Regions from separate parts of the Cricetulus griseus genome. Here region 1 is linked to region 2. A link is a contact called in public Hi-C data. All regions are on one chromosome and are shown on one strand. The core of a region is the stretch at or near the end of the contact, and the rest is flanking DNA. Distances in the headings are between cores, read along the strand shown.

The links. Hi-C and Micro-C count contacts between places; a contact is called where the count stands out from the background.
Region 1: a Hi-C map of fibroblasts shows a contact between it and region 2, with 3 times the contacts expected there. The contact joins the enhancer-like site here to the promoter of Il6 in region 2. A contact is called at or near these places in 3 of 8 Hi-C or Micro-C datasets (the CHL-YN cell line, the CHO-K1 cell line and fibroblasts).

What each region holds. Positions count from the first base shown.
Region 1 is chr8:92,879,811-92,885,087 of CriGri-PICRH-1.0, reverse strand. No RefSeq gene overlaps it. Among named protein-coding and RNA genes, the nearest start is that of Il6, 170 kb to the right of the region's middle. Within about 2 kb of position 3,712, at least 2 of the 6 cell types and tissues checked have open chromatin away from gene starts, as enhancers often do. A contact at or near this core is called in fibroblasts, where this site is marked.
Region 2 is chr8:92,713,833-92,718,482 of CriGri-PICRH-1.0, reverse strand. It overlaps Il6 (interleukin-6), which reads left to right and starts at 2,152. Exons shown (of 5, transcript XM_027429568.2): 1 at 2,152-2,311; 2 at 2,475-2,662; 3 at 3,881-3,994. The coding sequence starts at 2,293.

The DNA.
Region 1 (5,277 bases), core at 2,463-4,962, 170 kb before region 2:
GCCTCGCTTTGCCCACCCATTCGACCTACTGTGGCCCAATCTTGCAGCCTAAGTGGCTGAAGTCTTCACATGATTTCCTGCCTCCTGCCAGTGTCTGCACAGAATCCAGACTGTTTTCTCTGGATTTCATTTCCACACCATGACACAACCAAATCTGATTCCCCTGGGATCCCTTCCAAAGCAGAGAGTGAAAAGCAGTGAGTGAAAAAATAGTGGATTCATTTTAAGAATGGGCAGTGTTAGTTCTTAGGGACAGCAGGGGGCTGGAGAACACATTTTGGAGGCACAAAATGGTGAAGATGTCCATGTATATATCCCAACTTGAGTTTTAATTGCAAAAATGCTTATCAAGGCTCCATATGTTTTTTTTCTCTATAAAATTAGGAAAAAGAAAATTAAGATAATCCAGTCTATACTAGAAGAAGTGCTTGCTTCAAGGACAATGGGTGCGTGTGTAGGATTGGAGACCACCATTGTTTTGTTAAACAAATTCCATATTGGCCAGAAACCTGGTGTGCACAGGGGTTAACGACTAATGACTTACTAGCTGCCCCTCTGGTGGCCTCTGGACTCAGAGCTGTCATTTTTTCAGGACTCACTTCTGCAAATTGTCAAAGCAAACTGCAGAGGGAAAGGAGGAGGAGAAAGAAGGAGAAAGAGAAAGCAGCAGCTGTTTCTCACCCCAAAACTGTCTGTCTAACCCCCTGTCTGCTGACTCCTGAGAAAGGTTGCCCTGGCTCTCACTTGGGTGTCCCCATCCCTGTGGATGACCAGGGGACCAGGATCCTCTTCACGAACACACGTCTCCATTGTTTTTTTTTCTCTGCGGAAGCTGCTCCAGGTTCTCTTGCTGCCTCCCTGACCCCAGGCTTCTTTAGACTGAGGGCTCAGCTAGATCTAAACTGGTTACAGTTAATAGCATCTCCATCCTTAGGTGATGCCCTTAGACTAATGAACTGCCCTAATGCTCAGTACCTCTCCTTCAATACCCAACCTACTCGCCATCTGCCCATTTGTGGACTTTGAAATAGTCACGTCAGCTCGTTTCTCCGTCCCTCCATTACCACTGTCCTCTGCATTGCAAAGTCCTCACAGCATTCCAAGTACCACGTCAGGCATTTCCTCCAGCCTTGCCTCCTGAGTATCACACCGGGCATCTCCTGCCTTAGGACTTCAGCTCTGGTTAGTCCTACTTCCTTCAGGACCATCTTCAGCTACTGCCTGATGTCTTTTTCATAGTGCTTACTGTCTTCTAGCTTATTTTTTGTTGGTGTTCTTGACACAGGATCTTGTATGTTGTTCAGGCTGGCCTTGCACTCAAATTTCTCCTGCCTCCACCTCGATAGTGCTGGGATTAAGGTCAACTTAATCTGTGGTGTTCTCATTTAGTCTGCTCATTTTATTGCTTGTCTCACTCTCAAGAACACAACCTCTCTGATAACAAGAATAGTTTTTCTGTTCTATTCATAGAGTATCTCAAATGTCTAGGGAGGTTTCTAGGCAGGGAGTGGAGTGGGCACTTATCCGGTATTTGTTTATTAAAATAAAATAATAAGCACTACCCACCTCTTTGAATTTAAATCCTAATAAGTTGAATTTAAATCCTAATAAGAGACATAACCATCCCAGGATTCCTACTGGAATTACACTGCTACCACCCTGCTGACACTTCCCAGACACACTAAAGCCATCTCTGCCATGGAGGTGCAAAGATTTCGAGTCTGCCTTTCAAGTGCCCAGTTCACCACTCCAGGCCTACCCTGACAACCTGTATAAGCCAAAAGCCACACACCCACTGACAAGATAAGACAGCCCCGTGAGCCCCAGGCACTGGCACACATGTCCACTGTCTCCCTTGACTCAGGGCTGTGACTTGCCTCGGTTCTCACTCATGTCACTACATTCTGAGCAAGTTTTCTTGTTTTTGTTTCTCACACTGATGTCTGGTTTTCAAACTGCTTGAGTTTGAATCTTGGACCCATCACAAGGGGTTTTTTGTTTGTTTGTTTGTTTGTTTTGTTTTAATGGTTTTCCAAGACAGGGTTTTTCTATGTAACAGTCCTGACTATCTTGGAACTCACTTTGTAGACCAGGCTGGCCTGGAACTCAGAGATCCACCTGCCTCTGCCTCCTAAGTGTTGGGATTAAAGGCGGCGCCACCCCCACCTGGCCCATTATGAGTTTATTGCTACCTCTGTCCCTGGGCTTCTTTCTCTAGCCAGTGAAGATTGTGGCTAGAGCATGAAGACCACATGACTGTGTGAAGTTGACAGCTGGTACATGGGATAGTGAAAGGCAGAGGAAAGTGCCCAGGAAATAGCAGACATCATTATTAGCACTTTATTTTCACTGCCAATTTTAAACATATTATCTTATTTGGCTCTGTGTCTCACATAGCAATGGGGCGTACAAGTGTGTTCAGCCTTTTGACATTGCAATATGCTGTCGTCATCTACAAAGTTCACATTTGGAAACAACACAATTGAGTTATTTAAAAAAGTAAAAAAACTGCGGGGTGGTTGTGGAGTGCCCCTTTAATCCAGCACTTGGGAGGCAGAGGCAGGTGGATCTCTGTGAGTTCAAGGCCAGCCTTGTCAACAGAGTGAGTTCCAGTACAGCCAGGACTACTCAGAGAAACCCTGTCTCGAAAAACCCAAAACAAACAAACAAACAACCCCCCAACAAGAAAACACAAAACAAAAACAAAACAAAAAACCACTTGTAATGTTTTAAGGTTATGAATTTTGTGTTGAGCCACCTTCTTAGCTAACCTGTGGTACATGGCGCCCATGGGCTATGGATCGTATAAGCCTGGTAGTAATCCACTTAGGCAAAGTGTGCTAGGCAGGCAAATGGGTGGAGAGATGAATGAGTAGACAGGCCTCTTTAGCAGAGGCCTGCATTGTCATTTCCATTCAGAAAGTACTCAGCATGCAACATGGTGGAGGAAGTGAGTTTGATGGCACACTGGACAATTTCTGCTTTTATTTCTCAGAAAAGATTTTGGAAGAAAATTTTAAAAAGGGAAAACCCTCCCCTAGATATCCCTGAGAGCTGTGGTGGTATTTAAAATGCTTGTGTGTGTGTGTGTGTGTGTGTGTGTGTGTGTGTGTGTGTGTGTGTGTGCACGTGCATGCGTGCGTGCGTGAGCACTTGTGCAATATCTATCTATCTATCTATCTATCTATCTATGTATTCATTTTTGTCTTTTGAGACAGCCCTGGGTGTCCTAGAACTCACTCTGTAGATCAGGCTGGTCTTGAACTCACAGAGATCTGCCTGCCTCTGCCTCCTGAGTGCTGGGATTAAATGTGAGCACCACTACACCTGACTATGCTTGGGCAATTTCTAAAATCTTTTTGTGGGTCTCAGTGCTCCAGCGCAGGGGCTAAGGTAGGACCTATCAAGGAGTAAGCCAGTTCCTGCAAACTGCAGTATTCAGGGCTCCTGGAAAGCGCTCATTCAATCTAAAGCCACATGCCAAGTATGGCTGGCAAGTACTTCATGTATGTGTGTGAGAGTTTGTCATGGAGCTGTGTGCTTGGCTTTGTGACACAAAGTACCTGCATGCCTCCTCCTCCCCTCTCTCTGTGCTCAGGCTTTAACTGAAGCTTCTCTTCCCTCTTGCTGTGACCCCAGGGCAGTCTGAAGAAGTTCCTGTTTCTGTGACCAGAGCTGCATTTGTCATGTTTGAGGTATTTCTCTAAAACTATGCAAGCAAGATTAGACAAGTCGTTTCTCCTAGGAGATTTGGGGGTAAACACTGAGCACTTTCTAGCAGCTTCCTTTCTCTGCCCCTTTCTCCCCAACACTTTCTCAATCTATAAAGACAGCCGAGACAGGAAGAGATGTTGAATATGATGAATTGAGCAGCTCATCACAGACAGCCTCCGTCTTTGTGCTTGCCCAATGCAATTTCAAGCTTTTGCTTTAGTTGGCTTAATTCAGAAAGCACTCAGCAATTTATCATGCCTGACCTTCTGTGAGGTCTGTGCTGTAGTCATTAAAAAAAAAAAAACAAAACCTCATTACAATTAATATAACTATCACACATTTTTAATTGATTGACCCCTTAACACACACACACACACACACACACACACACACACACACACACTATTATGACTGACTGATAATCTTTATAAAAGACAGTGATTGAGAAAGATGGAGACAATAAAAACTGAACTCTTGCCTTTCCATGTGAAAACTGGAAACTGCCCTGCATTACCTGCTGAGCAGTTAGAACAGTACCAGCCAAGCAACTGTGTTGGCTCACCTTGTGTAAACTTTAAAAAGTCAGCTTCAGAGTCCCCAAACTAGTAAAGTGCTTTCCAGGCAAGCGTGAGGACTGGAGTTCAAATCACCAGAAGCTGCACAGAGCTGAAGGGGTGTAACAGCACCCCACCCCCTGTAACCACAGCAGGAGGGGCATGGATCCCTGGAGTAAGCTGTTTAACTAGTTTAGTCCAGAGCATAAGGTCTGGTTTCAGTGAGAGACCTAGCCTCATCATGTAAAGAGCAATGGGGAAGCACGAAGGCCTCTATATTCCCTGAACAGGTGCATGTCCACAAGCACAGGCATGTCCCCCAAGCAACACACACACACACACACACACACACACACACACACACACACACTATACAAAAAAGTTCTCAAACTTAATAATTGGAACTGGAAAACCAAAAATGTACAAGGGGGAGGATTCTACATTGGGGAAAATCCCCACATTTCCCTATTGCATCCTATACATGAAAAGGGACCAGAGCAAAGCATGACTGTCCTGCTCTTGCCCCAGCAACCATCCAGGATCCACCCTCTGGTCTCCATCATAGTAAATGAGTGAAAAATCTATGTCAGGGCAGGAGTGGCTAAAGTTGCCATATGTACCTTCGTGTGTGCACACACACTGGATGATTTGCCCTTTAAGAATCAGCTTTAAAATATCATTTGGAACAGGAGTTGTAGGAGAAGAGGGTAGGAAAGTATCAGGGATTTGGTCAGTCTTTTTTTTTATTTTAAGATTTATTTATCTATTATGTGTAGTGTTCTGCCTGCATGTCTGCCTGCAGGCCAGAAGAGGGCACCAGATCTCATTACAGATGGTTGTGAGCCACCTTGTGGTTGCTGGGAATTGAACTCAGGGATTTGGTCAGTCTTGTTTTCTATAAGTCTCAATTTTAAGAAGTGCACTCAGTTAACCTGTTGTTGACCCTGAAATGGCATTTTAACAAATGAAACAGAGCATTTAACCAAAATAACAACTAAATGTGGTGGCA
Region 2 (4,650 bases), core at 903-3,402:
TCTTGAAAATGATAGAGTTAGTGCTTACTCTCATTTATCTTCATAGCAGCCCTGTAAGTGATGCTCTAGTATTATTCTGGTATTACAGAGTAAATAAACAAGAACACAGATCTTGGGGTAATTCAGCCAGTGTCAAACAGCTAGCAAATGGCAGAGTTGGGCTTCAGACACAAACTGTTACTCAAAAGCCTGTGGGCTCCATGTGCACCTCCATGAAAAGCTATAAAGACAGCATCTAAACCATTAACATACAATGTGTATCTGCATGTGTATGCATGTATAAGTATGCATTTTATACATAAATGTGCATGAGACATTTTTGTATAAATATATGAGCTGAAAAAACAAAACAAAACAAACCTCTTCTAGACTAGGCTGACAAGAGTCCCACTAAAACTACTAGGGATTAGGCACTGCCTGTGGGACCCTTACATCCCCTGTTGTCTTGTTTGAACTTTTTTTTAAAAGTCATGGATGCATGCCCCCTATTTAGAAAGTACCCTTTTATTAAAAAGAGAAACCTGAGTGTTGTAGTAAGTATAACAATCTAAAATTTATTGACTCATTTAAAAAAAAATTGCTAAGTGGAGAAAAGAAACTCCATGCTACAGAGGCCTGAGACAGCTTGTGTGCAGGGAGCCGGCATGACAGAGAGCTGGGGAAGTGGCTTCCTTCAGTGCAGACTCAACTCAGGGCTGGTTCAATTGTCTTTTTAAGTCCCAAGAACATGGAAAGTGAAACCATCCTGCCTCCTTCCTCCATTTTCATTTTCAGACTAAAAACCCCATTCCTTCTAGGACAAGTGCCTCAATCAGTGAGAGAACGATGACCTCACTTCTCTCAACAGGCAGACCTAACATTTTACGAACACAAATGGGAGAATAAACCCACGAATCTTTTAACTGTCCTAGCAAAGGCCACTGCTCTAAGAATCTTCAAGCAATCTTTGCAAAGAAGCTGACTTCGATACTAAAAGTGTGTTTTGTAAATAATTTTGGGTTCTTGTATACAGAACCTACTTTCTGGAGTCATTCTGAATGCCGTCTAGGTATCTGGAGATGGTTGGGTAAAAGACCAGGGACCCTTCAGTAGAAGAAATCAACCAAAGGGAAGAAGGAGTTCTGTTCAAGCTTGACCCAGCCTAGAAGACGTGGGCATTGGAAGGGTCACTTAGAGAGAGCCATGCCCCTTCAGATTTAAGTCAAATCATCCAGTAAAAGGGAGCTTCAAACCCAAGCAAGGTAAGATGCCAGAGGCCCTTCTTTGACATCTTTATCCTTCATGCATCCTGAATCAAGGAGGCTTCAACAACTTGAGGACTGTACAGACCTGCAAACCTCCTCAGGATGACCTGGGACAGTAGGATTACAGTGTAACATGTTTTGGGGTGTTCTGGGAGCAGTGGGGTAAGCACTAGCAGATAAAGGCAGCTCTGTTACACAAAGACTAACAGTCTAACCAGGAAGATACCCAGGAGGTCACTAGGGAGAAAGCAGGGGACACTGGGCTTGAGAGGAAAGCAGCAGAGCTTGATGGCACTCGAAGATATTTCTGTTCTTTACCCACGCTCCCCGTGGGACCCCTAAGAAACAAGTGCACAAAATCTGTAGGTGAACAAACCATTTGGAAGCAGCAGGTCCTGACGAGATCCAGGAAGCACAAGCACCATGCCACAGACGTTATTACTGCCTGTGTAAGCCCTGGTTGTGGCTTGGGGGGGCTTTGTATGGTCTAAAGAAACTCAGGTCAGAACATCTGAGGTTCTTACAAGCATAAAAAAGTCGGATACTAAATGCTAACCTCTTTCTTAGTAGTGTGTGTGTGTGTGTGTGTGTGTGTGTGTGTGTGTGTGTAAATCACGTCAGTTTTAGATTCTTCTTTTTCTCCTGTGCATTTCAGCTTTTCTTTTTTCTTCAAGACATGCTAAAGTGCTGAGTCACTTAAAAAAAAAAAAAGAAGAAGAAGAAAGTAAAGAGTGATCATGCTTCTTAGGGCTAGCCTCAAGGATGACTTAAGCACACTTTTGCCCCCCCCCCACCCCAGTCGTGATTCTTTCGATGCTAAACGACGTCACATTGTGCAATCTTAATAAGGTTTCCAATCAGCCCCACCCACTCTGGCCCCACCCCCACCCTCCAACAAAGATTTTTATCAAATGTGGGATTTTCCCATGAGTCTCAAAATTAGAGAGTCGACTCCCAATAAATATGAGACTGGGGATGTCTGTAGCTCATTCTGCTCTCGAGCCCACCAGGAACGAAAGACAACTTCATCTGCCCTCCAGGAACAGCTATGAAGTTCCTCTCCGCAAGTAAGTGAAGGCAATTCCTCGCCCTCTGGTGGAGCTGTTGAGGCTGTGTGAGAGAGCACTGTGTGGCCGAGAGCGAGCGAAGGCTGTGGGCTGGCCAGCAGCCAGCAGCAGGCGCCCAGCTGTGCTCTCTGCTCACTTGCCGCTTTTCCTTCCCTCCACACAGGAGACTTCCATCCACTTGCCTTCTTGGGACTCATGCTGGCGGTGGCCACTGCCCTCCCTACCTCACAAGTTCGGAGAGGAGACTTCACAGAAGACACCACTCCCAACAGACCAGTATATACTACTTCACAACAAGTCGGAGGTTTGGTTACACATGTGCTCAGGGAAATCTTCGAATTGAGAAAAGAGGTGGGTAGGCTGAGAAAGGCATGAAGGCCCAGAGTGGGCGTTCATTCATTCTCTTTGCTCCTGAGCTGGGAACTCTCTGCTGGGTTCTAGGGCACTTAGGATTTGAGGCTAAAGATCAGACTACACTGTGCTCTCTATCTTTATCTTTTGCTGGTCTCAGAGGGTTCATTCACAGTCTGGAAAATACAGAATGTGGCTGAATTTCTAGAAAATTCACAGTGGGCCATTCTCAGCTCCACATTCAGCGGTTGCTTCTTGGGTAGGGAGTCCTTTTTCCTTACCAAAGAGTAAGGTCTCTGCCTTTATTTGTCCCTTGAACTCTGGGAGGACTGGAAAAGTGCCACTTCAGCTGAATGAATCTTCAGTTGCTTGGGGCAGTTGTAGCACTTTTTGGTTGAATGTAAACGGTGTAATCAGTACTCTCTAGGGCCGACCCAGATAAGATGCAGATACAGAGCCCAACAAAGTGCTAACATAAAAACTAGATTAGACTGGGCATGGCGGCCCACGCCTCTAACCCCAGAATTCAGGAGACAGAGGAAGGAAGATCTCTGTGACTTAGAGGCTAGCCTGATCTACATATCTAGTTCCAGGACAGCAAGGACTATATTGAGAAACCTTGTCTCAAAAAACCAAAACCAACAAGACCTACCTAGATTAAAGTATCTCCCATCTTTAAATGCAAAGTATTTTGACTCAGCTTGACAGAAAGAAAAAAAAACCACAAGAGCCCAGATTCTAGGTCTGGGTGTGTAGAACCAACTTTGTAATCTCGGGGGAACTCCTTACTATTTGGGACTCTTATCTGCAAAATTATGGAGTTACAGATGATGGCAAGGCGCTTCCAGATGGAATATTCTTCGACTTAAATTTATTTGCCCCAATTATCATCAAAATTTCTTGTCATTTACTAAATTCCTACTATGTGCCAGGCAACTTACATCATTGAATTCTTGAAACAAATGTATAAAGGGGGACTTTAATAATTCTTTACCTGGAGATAGGCAACAGACTCGGGAGAGTAACAAGCCTGAAGCCACAGGAGAGCCTGGGAGGGAGGGAGCCTTGGATGTCTTTCTATTAGATTGCTTGGTTGGGTGCCAAGAAGGTGTAGCTTCCTTTTTCTTAGTATCTGCTGGCTGTGGGGAGCATGAACTGGCCCTCTAGTGGTGTTGGTTTTAGGAGTGCTTAAATGAGCTTTCTGGTACTCTTTTGCAGTTGTGTAATAACAATCCTGATTGTATGAACTATGATGATGCATTGTTAGAAAACAATCTGGAACTTCCGGTGATACAAAGAAATGATGGCTGCTACCAAACTGGATACAATTGGGTAGGCATTTGTCACAATTCTTCAGCCAAAGTTCTCCTGCATGTGTTTAGTTCCAGTCAGGCAACAAAGATAGGGAAATGGATACAAGGAATATTATGAGGAAAGAAACTTACAGCTTTTTAAGAAGCAGGTTCTCACAGAACAGGTGAAGTCCCACTATGTTAGGATTCTCACATCTGTTAGGTGTTAGAAATCATAGCAAGCTTAGCTAGTTCATCTCAAGTACAGTGGTTCAGAGACCATTCTCTTCTCTGGCTGCCCCTGGAAGGATCCAAGCCCACTGTCCTTACTGAGAACACCCTCCACACCCCTCTCCCTCCAGCCAGTGAGATAACCTGCATGGATTCTCGTTATTCCTTAAAAGCAGGTCCCGGGCTAGCCCAGACAAGAGCAAGAGTACAGGAAGGGTACTGGAGGCAGAGGCAAGGGGTTCAGAAGAGGACCCCCACTGCCACACTCTTGGTCTTTGGGAAAACTATGAAGTTTTTTAGACTGGGTAGTCTGTAGTTGTCCAGATATTTAAGGGATGTCAGCTGATGCTGCCTGGTGTCTAATTCTCTAGAGGGGCAAAGGAGAAGATGCGGAACAGCAGGAATCTTATTCTCAGATTGAGTCTGTCTCCTAGAGAGAACTAATTTCCCCTCCTACTCTACTCA